Regions from separate parts of the Mus musculus genome. Here regions 1 and 3 are each linked to region 2. Evidence: chromatin contacts called from public HiChIP or PLAC-seq and promoter capture Hi-C data. All regions are on one chromosome and are shown on one strand. The core of a region is the stretch at or near the end of the contact, and the rest is flanking DNA. Distances in the headings are between cores, read along the strand shown. Region 1 holds the start of Esyt3 (extended synaptotagmin-like protein 3). Region 2 overlaps Pik3cb (phosphatidylinositol-4,5-bisphosphate 3-kinase catalytic subunit beta). Region 3 holds the start of Mras (muscle and microspikes RAS).

Region 1 (3,870 bases), core at 349-2,848, 300 kb before region 2:
AAGGGACAACATTCTACTCGGGTGAGGAGCAGAGCCCTGACAGGTAATATCTCGATCTGTGTATCCCAAGTGTTCCTTCTGCCTCGCCTTGCTGGAGACAGCTCTGGGTCCCTGACACATAGCCTCAGAAGCCTGTTAGCTTCTGTTGAGCTGCGCCAATCAAGAGAGAAATGTCTTGAGGAATGGGTTCCATAGGGAATCATTAGAGCAACATAGGGTTAAATTCTGTTTACCAGCCTTTGTCTGTAGGACTTCTCAGAAACTTTAGTAAGATTTGAATGCAGCGGACTCTTCAAAGGCACTTGGAAGGAGGGGCTTTGTGGTTGATATCCCAGGGTAGCCTGAGAAGAAGATGACCAAGAGCAGAGGAAGGAGATTCAGGTATTCTGACCTCCGGCAGCATTCCCATTGTTGTAAAACCTTACTCTGATAAATAAGTTTTTGGAGATTTATTCTTAATTTAAAATTATATGTATGAATGTGGTATCCAAGACCATCCCCTGGAGCTGGAGTTATTTGAACTTGGCGAGCCTCTTGTATGTGCTGGGACCTGAATTAGTGTCCTCTGCTTGAGCAGTAAGAGTTCTAGCCGAGGAGCCATCTCTCCAACCCCTTGCAGCAAGTAATTTTATCCAGAGGAAGAGATAGGAAGCGGGGAAGGGTGCAAGAAAGAGAACACACTCATCTTTTGATTGTTCATGGGGCTAAGCCTTTCAACGATTGTGGAAAGAGAATGAAATTACCCCAAATCAGGCCTGTTCTCCTCTTGACTCTGTCTCACCATCCGTCCATTTCTGTGATCTCCTGTATAGGCGCCTACAATCTGTGCCATCCGCAAGGTGAGTCACTGTCTGAATTTACGGAGCCTTGCTTCTCTTGGTCTGATCGTTCGGCCTGGGCGACACGAAAGCAGAAGGCTCATAGATTCCGAAGCACCTCAAGGCTGGCTTCCTCTTTCTTTTTCCATTCGCAGGTCGCTTGCCCTCTCTGGGTGCACCAAGAGAGAGTAAATGACTATGAGTGAAGATGGCCGGTTTCCTGGACGCTCCCAGTCCCAGAAAGGAAAGGCACTGACCAACTCCCCTGCAGACAGGGTTTTTAAAATGACGCTGAGGATGGGAGTGGGGGTGGGGTAGAGAATGGTCCCTAAGCTCAGTTTGACTGTGCTGGGAGCTGGGTCCAGATGGCTTAAGTAACAAATAGTTTAAGAGAGAAAAGCAAGGCTTTAAGGACCAGCTGGGAGTGGTCCCAGACTTTGGGTCAGATCCAACGCAGTGCTGGCCTAGGACACCCCGCAAAAAGTCCAGATGATACTGTGTGTAAGGAACAGGTTTTAGGTGATGTTTACCCGTGTTGGGTTGATGTGAAGAGTAACGCTTAGCTCACCCCAAATGACAACTGCACCCCTTCTGTTGACATTTATGCCAGACAGTGGGATCCCAGGATGCCCTCAAGGCCTCATCGGGTTGACCCCGCCCCTTTTCACCTGGGCACGCCCCTGGTGGCGGAGACTTCCGGATTTCCCTGCCTGCCAGAGCTCCACCCCTCTGGCCTTATGCCCAGACTCCGCAGTCCGGAGCTGGTAGAACCCGAGCTCAGAGCTTGGAGAGGCTGGCGGAGCAGGAGCTGCGCGGCTGCGGAGTCCTCGTGCCTTGAGGACAGATGTGCGCCGGCATAGGGGGTGCACCAACCTGAGCTGGGGTGAAGCTTCTAGAGAGGACAAGCCGGCGACAGCGAGATGCAGCCGGAGGAGCCCTGCGCCCCGAGCGCGCCCGGCGGTCCTGACGTCCCGGAGAGAGGCCAGCGCTCGCGGGACCCCGGACCGCGCCTGTCGGGCCAGCTACTGCCCGAGCTCTACAGCTTCGTGGCGCGCGTCCTTTTCTACCTGGCACCGGTCTACCTGGCGGGCTACCTGGGGCTCAGCGTCACCTGGCTGCTGCTTGGCGCCCTGCTCTGGATGTGGTGGCGCCGGAACCGCCGCGGGAAGCTGGGGCGCTTGGAGGCCGCCTTCGAATTCCTGGAGCACGAGCGCGAGTTCATCAGCCGTGAGCTGCGGGGCCAGCATTTGCCAGCCTGGGTAAGCCGGGCCCGGCGGAGGGCTGTGGGTTTCCGAGGGGGGAGCTGGGGCGTACTCCCGGGTCTTCACGCAAGGGCCGGGCTTCAGAGAAGAGTCGGAGGTGGGACACACCCAGGATCAAAACTGGGCGTCCAGGACTCCGCAAAGTTGCTCGCGTAGGAAACAGGGCGCTTCTTCCACCCGCCTGTTGATTTAAGAACTAGCGAAGGGCGTGACACGTATATAGACACATACAGCAGTGACAGGAGCACAGGGCTCTGGTCGCCTTCAGCCGAGAGCTGGCAGGAGTGCTCCGCAGAGCAAGCCGGGATACTGCGTGGACCACTGTCCTCTCCCTTCTTATGCCATGGGCTTGAGCGGGCCGTGTGCACACTCGTAGTCCAGAGACAAACCCGCTTCCTGGTGGCGGTTGGCATGGCTATGGTTTCTCAAATGCATCTGGTCCTGAGAACCCCACCTGGTTCACGTAAAAACAAAATCTGTACCCCCAGCTTAATTCCTCGGGTGGGGAACAAGGACGTTTAGGATTGGATGTTTCGCAAACATTGACCAAAGGAGTCCGTTTCAGAGGGTTAGTGTGTGACAGATCTGCCCCCTGGAGCTGGAGGCTTCTGCTTCCCTGAGTATCTTGTATCTCAGACTCCCAGGGGAGATATGCGGAGGCCCCCCCAGACTCCTAATTTCGGCTGGCTTGAATGTTTTGCGTGTGGCCTGAACTCTAAAACGCAGCTGAATCTATGAGCATCACACCTGTCTGTGATTGAGAAGAGAACGTTAGCATGGCTTATTAATCTCATTTGGAAATTAAGTCTTGCCTGTATGTAGTTTGTTAAGGCCATTGCAGCAAAGTACCACAGATGTGGTGGTTTGGACAACAGAAACTTAGTATCCTGTAGGTGATTAGTTCAAGATCACCATATCTAGGGGTCCATTCTGAGTCTGCTATCTCTCTCTCTCTTCTGCCCGCGGCTGACTTCTGACTTCCCTCTGTGTACCTGTGCCCAAGTGTTTATTTTGCATACAAGAGTATCAAGGCATTCAAATCCATTCTAATGAGCTTATTTAAACTTAGATCTGTCAAGATGTTCTCTAATGCAGTCACATTCTGAGGTTCTGGGACACAGAACACGTGCATTTTGGGAGAGAAGGTTCGGTTTATCCCATAGCACTAATGTGTGACTCAGCAGGAAAGCTTTGTAGACAGGAGTATATGTATTTGGGTCGAGGGGGCCAAACGCTTGTGGATAAGGATACACACGGTGGAACTTTAGTGGGTACTGTTCCTAGAGTGGAAGAGATGGGTACAGGTCTGATCCAGCTGGCCATGGAACACACAGGAGGATGGTATCTCTCAGGGATGCCAGCCTCAGGTGGGAGAAGGGTGCATGATTGGTAATTGTCATGGAGGTCCTGGGGAAATTAGACCCAGGAACTTGCTTAGGTTCTAATCAGGGGGTCAGAGGCTTACAGTGGACACCTTACTGATTTTCACATCAGGGCCACAGTCATCTGCCCTCAAGAGGGTCTTACCTCAGCCTAGGTTTTCCAGACTCTTAGCTGCTGTGGTTGCTGACTCTCCGGACCAGCTCCTAAGTAAGCTTTGGGATTAAGGTGGTGATGCTAGGCCAGGCTCTGTGGACCTAGAGAGGCTTGTGAACACAGCCAAGAGGAATGGACTGGGAACTCTGGGACGTGGTGTGTGCTTAGCCTGTCTGACATGGTCAGGGTTGATGGCCAGGGCCGAGAGAGGGCAAGCACTGGGGCAGAAGGTGCAAGATTTCAAAAGACCCTAC
Region 2 (3,831 bases), core at 911-3,410:
CTTCCCCATAGTCTATTAATTGCCCCAAATAAGAAGGGTTGGTATTTTAGGATGGAGGCAAGTTTATTTATTTTCACATGGGATCTGCCCTTGAACTCACCGTGTAGCCCAGGCTAGCTAGTTGTCAAGCTCAGACTGATCTTCCTGTCCCCATCCTGGCTATGGTCTTTCCTTGCTTTTAAAATCAGATCTATTTTGAATAGTTTGATAGGCAGAAGGAACTATGTAACCTCTGTATTAGTCTGAGATGTAGAATCCTATGACTAGGAGAAGCAGCCTCCCACTTTATATTTGTTGTTTCTAGTAGCTATAGGTTTTTATAAGTGGACATGGAGAAACTTTGTCTCAGAACCCTGATGTCCTTATTGACCCCTGGAACCTATCTAGACAGATTCACTCCACCACATTGTCCTCTGAACACTGGTACACATACCACATACATCACACACACACACACACACACACACACACACACACACACAAAATAATTATGTTATTTGGGGGCAGTGGGCACGACTCCTGGCAGTTTTTATGTATAATCACGTGGTACAGCGAATGTAAGCACATGACAGGCCTGGTCCAGGAGACCCACGCACATGAGCCAGGGCATGTGACAGTTGGTAGGGAAGGGTCCTTTCATGTTACAGGTGGCTGAGTTTCTCTCCCTTTTGTTTCTTTCAGTGATGAAGAACTCTCTCAGTATCTTTTACAATTGGTGCAAGTTTTGAAATATGAGCCTTTTCTCGATTGTGCCCTCTCCAGATTCCTATTAGAAAGAGCACTTGATAATCGGAGGATTGGGCAGTTTCTGTTTTGGCATCTTAGGTAAGTCTTTGCTATTGCGATTTGATACCATGATGTTCTCTAATAACTAACCCGGTGTGATGTCAGACAGCCAGTGGACTAGCAGCAGCTTCTCCAGGTGCTTTCTGATCCATCCGTGACATTTACACTGTTTGGTGCCTTCTCTTATCTTTTGATACCTAAATTCTGTTTTCATCATTTGGCAAAGTATTTCAGGTAAGTATTCTATGATACTTTCTAGATTTTGAACTAAAACTAGTAACTGTTATATTGTAATATTTTCTAACAACTAATTTTTGTTTAAAAATATTGATTAAATATTTATACTGTGTGTGTGCTCTGATCAAATCTACCCCAGCCACTCCTCTCCAGCTCCTACTGTCATTTTTCCCTCCCAGCTTCATGCGCTCTTTCTTAAGAAATGTTTTTATTTTATGTACATTGGTGATTTGACTGTGTGTATGTCTGCTTGAGAATGTCAGATCCCCTGGGACAGGAGTTACAGACAGTTGTGAGCTGCCGTGTGGGTGCTGGGAATTGAACCCAGGTCCTCTGGAAGAGCAGTGCCAGCGCTTAGCCTCCCAGCCACCTCTCCTGCCCGTGTTTATGTGTGTGTTTGCTTTGTAGTGGCTGGGCTAGACCACAGAGCCGGCACGTGTGTGGTCATTTCAGCCTTCTTAACCTTTCCTCTCACACTTCTGTTCAAACTGCTTGTCAGGAAAAAAAACTTTCCTTTTTAACTAAGCTTTTAAAGAACTCATGGTCTGTGGTATTAATTTTAGCAGATTTTCCCTTACTAAAGTGGTTTTCTTGTTGATGCATATTTTTTATACTTTGTCTCCTCGTCCAATTCAGTACTATTTTAAACCCTCCAGAGAATGACAAAGTAAATATTTTTGTTGTTTTTTTTTTTAATACATACATGCCATTGTTTGAGAAAGAAAAGAAAACTGGGGCTGGCAAGATGCTTCAGTGAGCAGTGGGTCTGGCTGTGCAAACCTGCCAAGCTGAGTCCACATGAAGTGGAAGAGGAGACCCAGCTCTCCTCTCTTGTCCTCTGACCTCCATGTGCCCCCATGGCTAGTGCCCCACGCCCATTATACACTCAATGACAGTGGGAAAGGGGGACAGAAATGTGGTTAGGCTGACTGGCTCATTGGCGGCAGTCAGAGAGATTTTTTTTTTCCACCTGAGTCTCTCCAAATTCCTAAGTTACATTTCCTTTCCCTTTCAAAAGGCAGTTTAAAATGTGGGAATATTAGTTTTCTTTAAGAATTGACCACTAAGATCTCATAACTTCTGAGTCCTAACTGCGGTATGACCTCTTACTAGTAAGTGCTTGGGATGGCCAGCTCTCAGCTGGTTGGCATCAGAAGAGCATTCCATGGCAGAATAAGGAGGTCAGTGCTTGTTCTTCACGCTCTGAAGTGTTCGATTACAAACCTTTTCAGTGTTGCTTTTCTGCAGGTCAGAGGTGCACACTCCTGCTGTGTCCGTACAGTTTGGTGTCATCCTGGAAGCATACTGTCGAGGAAGCGTGGGGCACATGAAAGTGCTTTCCAAACAGGTAGGGACTTCTGTAATTCACTTTAGCACATGGTGATCAACCGAGTTTATCAAACGGAATGTCTCCAGTCACATATTTTATTGCCCTTTCGGTCACTTACCCTGATCAGTGCTTTGTGGGAATGGCCTGAGTCTCATGAAGCTCAGGATGGCCTTGAACTCACCATTTAGTCAGAGAGGTCCATGGTCAGGAGCTCCTCCTGCCCCAGCCTTCTGAGTGCTGGGATCCATAGCATATGGTGCTGTGTCTAATTTATGCTGTGCTCGGGGATGGACTCAAGGCTGTGTACTTGACATGCAAGCAGTCTACCGCTGAGCTATTTCCCAGCTGTTAGCTTTTAGGAAAATCTGTCAAGATAAGTTTCAGAAAGCTTAGAATTAAGGCATATCTCATATTTTCTATATTAATAGGATGACCTACATTTTAATAGTGTATTTCAAGATGGACATGAAGGAGGCAGACTTCTGCCTCCAGTGTTTCATAGCCTACATCACTCTTTTCATGGAATTGTGTGTTTTTAAAGCTTTACGACTCTTTAGTATAGTTTATGATGCATATAATTCATCTTTTAGACCGAGATATAGTGAGGTATAAACACATGATTTCTGTAGTTCAGAGTCCTTGTCACCTTTTCAAGCTATATCTTCATACCTAAAATTGTAATACATTCTTGCAGTCCAGAAGTATTGCTGATATTACCATTAAGTTATTAAATAATTACTCTCTGTCAAGAACTCATACTGCTTTAAGCATGCTGTCTAATTGTGCTCCTTATAATTGACCATTGTGTGTATAAACCATAGGCTGCCTTTGAACTCATGATCCCCCTCCCCCAGATTCTGAGAATGTAAGAGTCTGCTACCATTCCTTGCTCCCTTACTTAGCTAGAGAGCCTTCCATAAGCTTTTACGAAATGACTGTGGTATGTTTTGGAAAGGCCATGGGTGTGGTGAAAGCAGCTAATAGAGACTCACACCATGAAACAGCATCATTGATCCACACTGTGAACCAGTGCTCACGGTGGCCCCTCATCTGACCCATTGTCTTCTACTCCACCACCCTCTACACTGGGCTTCTCATTCCCACCCTCCCCTGTCTGCCTCTCCTCCCCAGCACAGCCTTTGAACATCTGAGAAGTGACCATGTTTTCCAGTCATATTAGTCTCTTTAAATCCCTAACAATAATTGTTCATGACACTGAAAATCCGGATTTTTCTACCCAGACTTAAAAGGTCCTAGTTGGTTGCTGTGTGTCCAACCTCATTGTGTATCTGTTGGTTGATGTGTGTCAGACCTCATTGTGTGTCTGTTGGCTCCCCTTGCTCATTTCTCAAGCACACTGCATATCCTCTTGGTTCTCTGGAAGTGTTTAATACTACTTTTCTAAGGAGGCATGCATACCACTCTTCCCTTCCCCATTTCCCTGCCCTGATCCCAGGTCCTCTTGTACCATCGGTGAG
Region 3 (3,720 bases), core at 1,044-3,543, 380 kb before region 2:
GATTGGGAGGTATATCCGTGGATGCTCCGTCAGTCCCCTACCCCATCCCCAGTGAACTGGGAGAACTTGCTTTTGCTGCTCAGTCGTCCTGCTTTTAAAAGACTGTTCACCACAGCTTTATTTCAGGGCTCAAGGGATGGGGTAGGCAGGCGTGGGGTGGGTTGTGGGGTGGGGTAGGGTGGCGTGGGGTGGGGGGACAGCCTAAATGAGATATCCATCCCGAGCAATGGCCTGAAAGCTCAGGAATTTAATGATGAAGCCCAGACGTGAGAAGGATTTCTGTATGGAAACAGGGTAGCTATAGCTACACTCTTATGAAATGCCCTCTGCCCACCTTCCCTGAGGTCTGTGGTAAACAAAAATGAGAGAAAAAGACAGTGCCAGGGCAGGATCCAGACAGCCAAGGTGGAGGGACTTCTGATCTTCAAGGCCCCTCTCCTTACTCCGTTCACTCCCTACAGCCAGTGAAAGACGCCTTCAGTAGCATATAGTATGTTCTCTGCCCTGGGACTCTTGAAAGCCACCTGGGCTTTGATAACGCTAGATAGGAGTCTGGCCTCTCCTTAAACGGGTGGTGGCTAGAAGGCCAATGGCAAACAGCCTTAGGCAGAATCTCAGGTTTGCAAGATACAGAGCTTTGAAGTTCCCTGAGGCCAGGGGTGTGGAGAAGCACTCAAAATAGCAGGCAGTCCCGTATAAGTAAAGCTACAAGTAAAGCTAGGTCCAAGACTTCAAGGCTCATTTGCAAAAGAATGTCCTCAAAAATGATAGAGAGAGAGAGAGAGAGAGAGAGAGAGAGAGAGAAGCTTTGAGATGTAGAACAAAAGGCCACTTCACTCCCAACTAGGGAAGCAATTATCTGAAAGACACACAATTACAAGTGTTGGCAAGAACAAGAATGGAAACAAAGGCTGTGTCTAAAGTCTTGGCCTCCCTACCTGGGAAGGGAGGCAGAAGTTGAGGTCCCCTAGGCTTGTAGCTCTACCTACTCAGCCGTTCAAGGCCAATGAGACTCCTCAAAAGAAACAACAACAACAACCACACCCCAACCAAAGATCAAAATAAAGCAAAATGGTGACAGGCACCCGAAAGGTAACACCCACTGTTGTCCTGTCCTCACAACTGTACGCATGCACAGGTGCATGCTTATGTCCCCGCACACACGTGAGTGGTGCCAGTGTAACATGCTATGGCTGCGTTGGAAACAGATATATGCCCCCGAAAGAGTTCCCCAGTCAACCCGGCAATTCCGCTGGAGGTGTATGTATCCAAGAGGAATCACAGTATTTACATAAAGACTTTTAACACTAGCACTTTATTCACACCGAGAGAAAGGGGGAAAGTAGGTAAGCATCGACTGAGGAAAGGCTAAACAAATGCTTCCTATACACACAGTGGGAGATGAGTCTGGCCGAGGTGTGGCTACGCGGAACCACGTGCATCCAGTCTGCACACACCGTGGAAGAAGCCAGTCACAGAGACCACATGTTGTATGACTCCATTTATATAGAATGTTCTGAATAGGCAAATCCACCGAGGCTGAAATGCAGATTAGAGGGTTCCAGAGCCTGGGAGGGGGGAAGAATGGGGAGAGGTTACCCACAGAGGTTTTTTCTTTTAATTTATTGGGGAAAGGAGTAGTGACCCGAATGTTCTGGAATTAGATAAATAACTATGGTCGCACAACTTTGTTATACCAAAACCCCACTGAAACGTACGCCTTTAAAAGCATATACTCAGCGTTATGTGATCATATCTCAAGTCTTGTAAAAGGGAAAGCCGGGGATAGGGAGTAGGGAATGACTCCAACCCAATGGAAGAGCTAAATGGTGTGCGAACGTCGCCGCCGCCTCCTATCCAGGTCGCTGGCTAATTCTCAAGAACTTTGAGGCCTGAATCTGGCACCTAGCTAAAGCAAGCAGCAGGCCCTCGGAATCTTGGGGTCCTCGGGACGTGGTTGAAGCGACGGGACTCTTCTAAGGACTGGGGAGGCGTCCGCAGGTCCCGAAGTTGGCAGCCCGAAGAGTTAAAGATTGAACCTACAGCTCTTTTAAAGCCGCCCGGGGCCAATTCCCCTTAGGTGTCCTAGGCTTATCGGCGGCTCACAGACTGCAGATCCGTGTGGTGAGTGAGTGGAGGCGAGGGGACCCTTGCCCGGTGCCAGCTGTCCCAATGCCCACAGTGGTGCCGTTTGGGGGTCGTCGCAGCCACTCGGAAGGCTCCCGAGGCGCGGGGTGCGCGGTCGCTTTAAGGCGTCAGCGGGGCGGGGACGGCGGCGGCCGGGCTGGCTGGCGCGGAGCCGTCAGTCGGCGGCGCGGGGCCCGGCGGGCGCGGCGCTCCCTCCTCCCGGTGCGAGCGAGGAGGCGGTGGCCCAGGGCGGGAGCCCAGCCCCGGCGGGAGCGCGCGGCGAGCCGCCCGGCAACCCTGAGGGGAGGAGGCCGCCGGGCGCTTTGTTCCGTTCCGGGGCTGGAGGTGTGGCCGGTTCCGCGTTCGCCGGGCTGCGCTGCGCTGCACCCGGCTGCACCCGGGCAGCGGGCTCCGGCTGTGCGTGGCCTCTGCCCCCTACCACCGGCTCTGGCTTAACGGTGTGCAGCGGAGAAGTCGCTCACCACTCCGACCCAAGTGGGAAGGGCCTAGCCGCCGCTTAGACAGACTCCTTTGATTGTAGTCATCCTGGGGTTCCTCGGCTGCCCGGGTAAGGACTCGGCAGGGAGGTGGGCGGCGGGGTCGGGTAGGGGCTCTCCTGGCTTAAAATGGCGTAAATCAGGTTAAAGATCTACGGAGAGGTGGTACATTCATGTGGATAATACAAAACCGCTTTCTTCATAAACAACTCTTCACTGCGTCCTGGGTTCGGGTTGCTGGGCTGGCTCTCTGGTCACCACTGGGGCCTGCGCTCGTTAAACTGATGCGGCCCGGTGCCCATCATGTGTCAGGCTCCATGCCAAATCCTGTTCTGCTTGGAAAGCAGGGCACAAACTGAATGACAGTCTAGTGTGGTCAGTGGGAGAGCTCAAGTGCCCCTACGCCAGGGTTAGGTCAGAGAGACGACTGTTCAGAAGAGCAGAGTGGGCCCTTGACATTACGGTAGAACCCCCTGCAAAGCTGAGGTGCCTTGGGGACGGAGTGCAGTCTGGAGAATAGGACAAAGACCGTGTCACCTGAACTCTGACCTGAGCGCTGGGGCAGCTCCTGATGGTGGGGAACCTTCTTGGGCTACAATGGTGTTTTTGATTCTCTGGACCAAATTATAGAGACTGACTGATGACGCTCAAAACTGTGGCCTCCAGAGGTCTGGCTGGCCGAGGAGTGAGCGGAGAATGCTTAAAGCAAAGCTTACAAAGCCCTGGTACTTGATGGGAATTTGCCTATCTTCAGACAGGACGCCTCCAGAAAGATGGGAGAAGTGGGACGTTAACCTACCCAGGACTGTGCCTATGCCTGTGCTTTTGACCCCGTGTCTGTTCTGGCCTGTTGTGAGTGAGGCTCTAAGATGCTGACGTTTAAGGCTTGTGCAGCCTGCACTGTACATTCCTAGTGTACCAGTCCGCACGTCCTGCAGTGGTGGGTTGAAGTGTGGGGTGGCAGCTATGTATATTAACAACTGACGCATGTAAGGGCTCAGCTGTGAACAAAGCACTTTCACTGAAGCAGTTCGTAGACTTTCTCCTGCCCCTTTTCCCAGAGAAGAAATCTGAGCTGCTAACATTCCGTAAACCT

The links. Promoter capture Hi-C pulls out the DNA fragments that hold promoters and counts their contacts. HiChIP or PLAC-seq counts read pairs in DNA pulled down with a chosen protein or histone mark.
Region 1: a promoter capture Hi-C map of cranial neural crest shows a contact between it and region 2. The contact joins the promoter of Esyt3 here to the enhancer-like site in region 2. A contact is called at or near these places in 19 of 39 promoter capture datasets (the 3T3-L1 cell line, 3T3-L1-derived adipocytes, the C10 cell line and 13 more), 2 of 15 datasets of contacts at CTCF or cohesin (the NIH/3T3 cell line and embryonic stem cells), 16 of 484 Hi-C or Micro-C datasets (B cells, the F1.1 cell line, the MC3T3-E1 cell line and 12 more), 8 of 115 datasets of contacts at active chromatin or transcription factors (bone marrow-derived macrophages, embryonic basal ganglia, embryonic forebrain and 5 more) and 3 of 9 other capture datasets (adipose tissue, liver and pancreatic islet).
Region 3: a contact with region 2 is called in an H3K4me3 HiChIP or PLAC-seq map of forebrain, with 6 times the contacts expected there. The contact joins the promoter of Mras here to the enhancer-like site in region 2. A contact is called at or near these places in 18 of 39 promoter capture datasets (3T3-L1-derived adipocytes, the C10 cell line, the HPC-7 cell line and 13 more), 3 of 15 datasets of contacts at CTCF or cohesin (the NIH/3T3 cell line, large pre-B cells and pro-B cells), 62 of 484 Hi-C or Micro-C datasets (B cells, the Ba/F3 cell line, the C2C12 cell line and 39 more), 15 of 115 datasets of contacts at active chromatin or transcription factors (the HPC-7 cell line, the NIH/3T3 cell line, the SCID.adh cell line and 11 more) and 5 of 9 other capture datasets (adipose tissue, embryonic stem cells, liver and 2 more).

Annotation. Positions count from the first base shown.
Region 1 is chr9:99,356,258-99,360,127 of GRCm38.p6, reverse strand. It overlaps Esyt3 (extended synaptotagmin-like protein 3), which reads left to right and starts at 1,598. Exons shown (of 23, transcript NM_177775.3): 1 at 1,598-2,077. The coding sequence starts at 1,739.
Region 2 is chr9:99,058,725-99,062,555 of GRCm38.p6, reverse strand. Pik3cb (phosphatidylinositol-4,5-bisphosphate 3-kinase catalytic subunit beta) reads left to right here. Exons shown (of 24, transcript NM_029094.3): 15 at 682-825; 16 at 2,272-2,371. Among named protein-coding and RNA genes, the nearest start is that of Gm1123, 25 kb to the right of the region's middle. Within about 2 kb of position 2,160, at least 1 of the 459 cell types and tissues checked has an H3K27ac peak or open chromatin away from gene starts, as enhancers often do.
Region 3 is chr9:99,435,285-99,439,004 of GRCm38.p6, reverse strand. It overlaps Mras (muscle and microspikes RAS), which reads left to right and starts at 2,293. Exons shown (of 6, transcript NM_008624.3): 1 at 2,293-2,695.